2 separate regions of the Mus musculus genome follow, and region 2 is linked to region 1. The links are chromatin contacts, called in public promoter capture Hi-C maps. All regions are on one chromosome and are shown on one strand. Each heading gives the region's core, a stretch centred on a gene start, on an enhancer-like site or on the middle of the called end of the contact. The rest is flanking DNA. Distances are from core to core; before and after follow the strand shown.

Evidence for each region. Promoter capture Hi-C pulls out the DNA fragments that hold promoters and counts their contacts.
Region 2: a promoter capture Hi-C map of embryonic stem cells shows a contact between it and region 1, with 2.2 times the contacts expected there. The contact joins the promoter of Rgp1 here to the promoter of Dcaf12 in region 1. A contact is called at or near these places in 2 of 39 promoter capture datasets (embryonic stem cells and pre-B cells) and 1 of 9 other capture datasets (adipose tissue).

What each region holds. Positions count from the first base shown.
Region 1 is chr4:41,312,755-41,316,466 of GRCm38.p6, reverse strand. Dcaf12 (DDB1 and CUL4 associated factor 12) reads left to right here and starts at 1,566. Exons shown (of 9, transcript NM_026893.3): 1 at 1,566-1,979; 2 at 3,002-3,256. The coding sequence starts at 1,902. It overlaps Gm46891 (predicted gene, 46891), which reads right to left and starts at 2,125. Exons shown (of 2, transcript NR_168697.1): 1 at 1-2,125.
Region 2 is chr4:43,576,715-43,580,426 of GRCm38.p6, reverse strand. It overlaps Rgp1 (RAB6A GEF compex partner 1), which reads right to left and starts at 1,692. Exons shown (of 9, transcript NM_172866.3): 1 at 1,424-1,692; 2 at 918-1,052; 3 at 404-540; 4 at 48-131. The coding sequence starts at 1,033. Gba2 (glucosidase beta 2) reads left to right here and starts at 1,563. Exons shown (of 17, transcript NM_172692.3): 1 at 1,563-2,411. The coding sequence starts at 2,080.

The sequences.
Region 1 (3,712 bases), core at 317-2,816:
GAGGCCAGTCAGTCTCAAGCAAGAACATCCTGCTTCCTCCAAGGGTTTCTTTGCCTGAGGAAAGTGGAAGCTGGCACTCACATTCCTTCAGGATCTTCGGAAAATGGAGGCAAGGGTGATCCCGCTTTGTTTGGTGACTGGTGCCAGTCCAAACCGGACATGCCAAAAATGACCACTCTCTTTTCTGTGGTTCAAGATTTCACTCCTTAATGGAGATCAAGGCTGGGCTCCGAGAGAAAGGCAGGCAATGGCATGAATTACAGCGATGGGTCTATTTGCTGAAGCACAAGGACAGTGTGACTTTGACCTTGCAGACCTAAAAAGGGTGGCATTTTATGAAAGAAAGTGACTTATTAGATGTGGTTGCACACACCTTTAACTCAGCTCTGGGGAGGCAGAGGCATGTGGAGCTCTATAACTTTTGAGGCCAGATTGATTTATATAACATGCTGCGTTCCAGACCAGCCAAGACTATACACTGAAACCCTGTCTCAAAAAAAAAAGGAAAGAAAGAAAAGGAATAAATAAAAGAAGGGGAAAAGTGACTTGAGGTTTAGACAGGAGTCAAAATAGACAGGGAGCTGGAGAGTAAAGAAGTGGAGAATGGAATCTGGGGACTCCGTATGTGTGGGGAGACCTGTGCCAACAGGCATGTGAGGCAGCCTGCGTTAGCTCTGGTACTTTGATGTGGCAAAAATCTGACCATACTGCTGCCTTCCTACCCTGAATCCATCTTGAAGGAGTGTGATGTGGGGTTCTCTGCCTTCCTTAAAGTGTCTAATCTTTTGTGCCCATTGACAGTTTGTGAGAATGTTGGGGGAAAGTGCTAAATGTGAGGCTACTAGTTACAGGATTAAGAAACGTCTTCTGAGGTATAAGGAAGGGTCAGAACCTGGGCCCTAGCAGCCTTAACTCATTCTCAACAGGCCAACTAAAAGACAAAGTGTAAGGGGAAACTTGAAGAAAGGTGTTAACTCGGTCTCATTGGAAAGAACAACGACGGGACATTCTCTTATCCTAGTCCATCTTAGGGGCTGACGTGTGGTTTGTTTAGGCTTAAAGGCAACAGCTATGCTTAAGTAAGCAGTCGTCGGCAAGGTGTGGTCGCATCCATCATCTGTTCGCCCAGTTTCTCTGGGAAGGTAGTCTGACAAGTTTTCCCAACTGTGATCTATCTTTCCTGGAGTCAAGTTCCTCTATTGGCTGGCATCTGTGCCCTTGTCCTTTCCTTCTCCCAGGAAAACTGCAATTTCTTAGAGTCCAGTGTTTTAATAGTCTGATTGCAATCTGGCAATCAGGGTGTCTAGAATATCTTTAATCCTACCATGATGGTTACAGGTTCAAGATTGGTCCCGCAGCCAGGCAGCTCATGCTTACTTCCGCATGCCAGAGGATGAGCTGGCTGAGGTCGGAAATGTCCCGACAGAAGGCTGGATTCCTTTGGCCACAGCTTAACCGCCATTGGCAAGAGGCAAGCGGAAGTTCTCCGAGGACATCAATTCTCCTTGCTGCGCTTAAGTCCCGCCCTGCTGGTCTGGGCGGTGTCTCCGTGGCGACGTGCTGCTATGTGCGGCTGCGCAGGAGTGACGGGGCGCGGGCGAGTGGGAGGGGGGTGTTTTGGTTCTCGCCGCTCGCCGTCCTTTCCAGACACGGCGGTAGGAAAGCTGCTTGTTCCTGCTTTTCCTTCCCCTTCCCTTCCCCTTCCCCTTTCCCAACCCGGATTTTCCCTTCTTCCATTTACGCGCCTCATTTTGATCGACTGCTGCCCGGGATCCGAGCCATTTTCCGGGCCGGGCGCTCGAAAGCGCGCGGCCCCAGGGCCCGGTTCATGACCCGTCGCCCTGCCGCCCCTTGCCTTCTCCGCCTCATGTGGCTGCGGGGCCACGGCGGCGCTGCCCACTATGGCCCGGAAAGCAGTTAGCAGGAAGCGGAAAGCGTCTGCCTCGCCAGGAGCCGGGAGCGACGCTCAGGGCCCGCAGGTGAGGGCTCACAGGTCTGGGTCATCACCTAGCAGGGGCTTAGGGCGTTCCAGCTGGGTTCAGGAACCTGGGGCCAGGGCGGGACGAGAACCGGAGCCGGGACTGTAGAGCAGTGACCGGTCCTTCTGCAGTGTACTGGCGAGCAGGCGGGCCGGAAGGGTGAGGAGCCAAAAGAAAACTACAAAATGACGCCTTCCGCTGGAAGTCAGCAGCTAGGGATAGAGAGCTTCAGGACCTCCTCGTTCCTGGAGGGAGGAGAAAATGAAGACAAGGGGAATCGGAAGTAAGACCGACCTTCCGAAGTTACTGGGAAGGAGATTGAAGTGGACCTTCCAGTGGCACTAGGAATAAGGGCCGATGGTCTCTTATCAAGGAAACCATCTCCTAAACTGGGTGCAGGCCCCTTTGGCTCTTTAGACATCTAGAAGAAACACCAGGTGTCATCTCTATATTGCCCCCTTTGGAGAGGAAGGCCTCTTGGACTTGGGATTCCGACGCAGGTTACCCCGTTGGTATTTGATTTTTCGAATTCTAAAACTGCCCGCAGCGCAAGTCGCGCGGAGTCAGATGAGCGGCCATTGACTGTACATCCCTGGAAGATCCGAGACCCCAGTCTGGCTCTTTGAGCTATACTCTTTATGCTCTACGGGGTGCACAGGCGGAGAGGGAGAAGGGGGCTGGGTAGAAGTGCAGCCCAGGTGGGTTCTGTAATATGGACTTCATTTCGTAACTATCAAGGACACCTGGGTATATGTTATTTCTGAGCCCTCCACTTTCCTCAAAGGTTTAGTTAACTTTTTTTTGCCCTGTTTATCCATTTTCTAAGTAGTCTTCATTATGAGAGCCTTATTTCAGTGCTAGCCGAGTTAAACTGTACTTTCTGGATTACAAATCTTCTGTTAAATGTTTGATTGTGTAAATCCCGAAGGACGAATTCGTGTTGGTTCTTTTATAAAACGGTCAGACTTCTTGTCTGAAGGAAAAGTGGCCAAACCCCTGATTTCTGATGTTGGCTTTCACAGTTTGGCTGGGATCATTCGCTGCACAAAAGGAAAAGACTCCCCCCAGTGAAGAGATCCCTAGTGTACTACCTGAAGAACCGCGAAGTCAGGCTCCAGAATGAGACCAGCTACTCTCGCCTGTTACATGGTTATGCAGCACAACAGCTTCCCAGTCTCCTCAAGGAGAGAGAATTTCACCTCGGGACCCTTAATAAAGTGTTTGCTTCTCAGTGGTTGAATCATAGGCAAGTGGTGTGTGGCACGAAATGCAACACAGTAAGTATCAGGAGTGCTCTTTGTCTTCCTTTTGTTGCTGCTGCGGTTTGGTTTGGTTGAGACCAGGGTTTTTCTGTGAAGACCTGGCTGTCCTGGAACTCACTCCATAGACCAGGCTGGCCTCGAACTATCTATCTGCCTGTCTCTGCCTCCCAGAGCTCAGCGGTGTGGGCTGTGCTTCCTTTTTCTTAGGTCTGAGATGTGGGACTTGGTTTACTCTAGCACCTTTCACTGTTCGTCTTTCCCCGTTTGTTTGCCTTTTTTTTTTTTTTTTTTTTTTTGTAAGCAGAGTTGGAGTTTATTAAGAGATTTTTAATTAGAAGTGTTAGGACAAAGAAGTGCTCAAGGAATGAGTAAACTGTAGTGTGGGTCTGGGCTCTTGAGGGAAACGTGCTCCCATCAGCTTCCCTCTCTCCCTCCTCCTTCATTGGTGACCTTGTCCTCTTTTTCTGCTTC
Region 2 (3,712 bases), core at 443-2,942, 2.3 Mb before region 1:
TCCAGGAGACTTAGAAAGCAATCTGGGGTTGGGAGACAATCACTCACATGATTTGGACTCTCCAGGGTCTAGCCTCAGGTCACAAAACAGAATTTTGGGTGGAGTAGAAAGGATACACTGGCCCCTCTCACCTATGAAAAGTCAAAAAGACTTCAATGGACTCCATTGTCCATTGCCAACCAGGGTCACACAGCAAGTGGAGGCAGGGGAAGCCGCCAATTCTTTCTGTTGTAATAAGGTAAGTCTTATAGTCCCAAATCAAGCTACCTTCCCTTCCACCACTGATGTGTTGGTGACCATGTCATACAAGAACAACTTAACTTTACCCTGGGGTGACAATAACTTCCCCTCCCTCCATGACAAACACACACTCTCTCTCTCTCTCTCTCTCTCTCTCTCTAACCTCGGTGTGGCAGAAAGACAGTCTGGCTGTCAGGCTGGACGTCCGGCTGACTAGAGTCAGGGGGTGGCAGTGCTACTCGACTCTCGCTGGCATGGAACTGGCAGTGGATCTGGGCACTGGCCCAGGCCAGAGCCTCACTGTGGAAAAGGGAAACGAAGGTATGGGAACCTAGTTCTTGACTTCACCAATACTTTCTCTAGAAAACTGTCTGACCAAGATCACCAAGGTTAGATGACTATCTTAGTGACCAGGGAATCCAGAACCCCTGAAATAAAACCATTACACAACAACATCAAGTACATTGAACTCAAAAAGGAGTGATACCGGGAGGAGGAGCAAAGGAGAGTAAGGGGTCCTGCCATCCACATATTTGTTTAAAAGCCCTTCATTACAATGAGCAAGAAGGTGGTGATTGATGCTAGTGTAGTTACTGAACAACCAAAGCTCTAATTAGAACGAGCGATACCAGGCTTCCTCCCGGAAGGGCCACCACCTCCAATACCAGCATCCCCACCTGGATGCAGAAGTGGCGGTCGGGGGAAGGGGATTAGTGACAGTCACCACACATTCCAGAGCCTCCCCCGCCAGAAACACAGGACCTCTGCTCAGCTCAGCTACCACTTCGATCATGGCAGCTCCGGAACCAAATCTAGAAGGAAACAGAGTGCCAGAAGTCAGTACGGGGAAATGAAGGAAGGAGTGTTTAAGACCTAGGCTTAAGTCTAGACCTGAGTCCGAGGGGGGCAAGAAGTGGGTTGTTTTTTTTTTTTTTTTCAAGTTTCAGTGAGGGTGGGAAGCACTGGGGTTTAAGGAGCTGGTGGGGTGGCGGAAACTGACTCCGAACTGCCTGCGGGAGGGCGTCGCTTTAGCTCCAGACCTCCTTGCGCCCAGGGTTAGGCCCCTTGCGCCGCCTCCCAGGCCTGCCTCTGTCCCCGCTTCCCTCGAGGCTCCACGTCCTAGCCCAGGACATCGCCGCGCGTCTCCAAACTCAGATTCTTACGCATGGAGGTCCTCACCTACCCGCCCCTGCGAGACCGGCTCGGAGCTCGGTGGCATCCGCGGAGTCTGTCGCGCGGCAGAGGCGGGACTTCCTTTGTCACATTTCAGGGTTGAGGCGCCCCTTCCGGTCCGACTTGCGGGGTGCTTCCGGCCGGAAAGGGATCCGGTGGTCCCGGGTCTGCGGGTCACCTTCCCAGCGGTGGCACCTGAGCGTGGGCGCGGGGGATCCTGGCTGCAGGGACCCGGTACCCAGCCCTGGAGCCGCTGGAGCCGCAGCCCGGGGCGGGGCCGAAGGTCGCCGGGAGCTCCTGGGCGGGTCCCAGAGGCGGTGCTTTGCGGGCAGGTACCGCGGCACCGCCCCCGTCCGTGGAGCTGGTCGGCCCTCGGCCGGGCGTGCTAATCACCGCGGCCCAATGACAACAAGGCCCAACCCTTCCCGCCTAGGATCTAGAGACGCGACCCAGGGAGAGGCCGTGGCGACTTTGTTGCTGTAGCCGCTGCTGCAGCAGCAGGAGCTCTCTGACTTTACCCAGATACCAACGTCCCACGGCTTTCCCCAGCATCGGGCCCTCCCGGACTGCACCTAACTGCAACTGGCATCAGCGTTTTGAAACGTCAGAAACCTGTCAGAGGGAACCGAGGCCACCGGGGTCGTGAGGACCCAGGATCCAGTGAACATGGTAACCTGCGTCCCGGCCTCAGAGCAGGTCGGCTGTGCCGAAAGAGATTCCCAAGTTTATTGTGAAGATACTGGCGGCACTGAGGCTGTGCGGGTTACAGACTGCGGGAGCCCCGAGGATAGTGGACCCCAGGATGAACCAAGCTACTGCAATTCAGAGGACTCTGGGCAGCTGATGGCCTCCTACGAGGGTAAAGCTAGGGGCTACCAGGTGCCTCCTTTTGGCTGGCGGATCTGCTTGGCTCACGAGTTTGCAGAGAAGAGGAGACCTTTTCAAGCTAACAACATCTCTCTCAGTAATTTGGTAAAGCACCTCGGTATGGGCTTGAGGTGAGTGGATTCCGTTGCCTAGAACGCCGTGGTTCCTATGATCCCATTCAGGCTCCCTGCCTAGGTTGGAAAGGTGGGCAAGCTGCTGGGCTCCTAGTTCTATTCCAGCCAGGTATACCATATCCCCTGCATTCTTTAGCCCTGCAGTTTTTGAGGGTGGAACTGAAGAACATTTTGTTTTTCCTTCATCCCTCTTTTCCTAGCATCTTGTCTTCTCGGAGCATTTAGTCCTGAAGTCAGTCTTTCCTATTTAACTGCTGGTCCCCCTTCCCCCCACCCCCACCCCCACCATGCACTTCCTCTTTCCCAGGCGTCCCTTTGAGATTAGCTATAATTTGTAACACGGTAGGAGAACGCCAGTCTCTGCTGTGCTTGATACAGTGTTTTATTTTTTGGAAGAGGAGGTTCTTTAGGCTGCATTACCCTGGCAGCTGACACCTTCTGTGTACCTTATTTAAGCGCATGCTTCTTCAGTCCCAGAATTCTTATGTCTCTATCCTCAAGCTCTGATTCCTGGAATAGTTGATCTTGGCTGTTGTCAACCCTAAAGAGAGGGTGAGAAGTTCACTCTGTTCTGTGACAGATGGCTTCCATACCAAAAATAAAAGCGAAGTTGGGATTGGGCAGAGTCCTAGAGTGCCACCTACTTGGGAGGCTGAGACAGGAGGATAATTTGAGCCTAAGAGTTCAGGGCATACTTGAACATCACAGTGAAAGCATCCTCCGGTAACAAGTGGGGAGAGCTAGGGATGAAGCCCGGAAGTAGAGAGCATGCCTTCTACCACGGAGATGCCTCCCCAGACCTCTTCAGATGACTTTAGCCAGCAGTGCTTTGCTGGTCTTCCAGCGTTTCCTCATATCCCAGAGGTTACAAACACTGCAGGGCAGGTTCTACAGAAGCTTCTGGATTCCCCACTGAGTTCAAGGACTAGTGATGAAGGAGCATTCCGATGAACAGGAACAGGCAGACAGACAGACAGAGAGCATCATTCTGAGTCACTTCACATATAAACACAGCACTGGGGAGGGAAGCATAAAAGTCACCAAACTCAGCCCCCAAAGCTTCTAAAGTAAGGGTCCCTTCTCTGCCGCGGTCGGTGCCGTGGAGCTGTGGTGGGGAGGCCACTTACCTAAGCCTAGCCCTAGGCAGTGAAGAGGGCCTGGCACTGCCTGGACATTTGGCTCCTGCGGGTGGCCCATCTCAGAGAGTCGTCCCTCCAAGTAAGTTAGGAAGCTAGTGGTCAAAGCAGACAAAAGTAACTTCAGGAAGAGTTTGTTTGAAGGTACGACCCGTCTGTCTG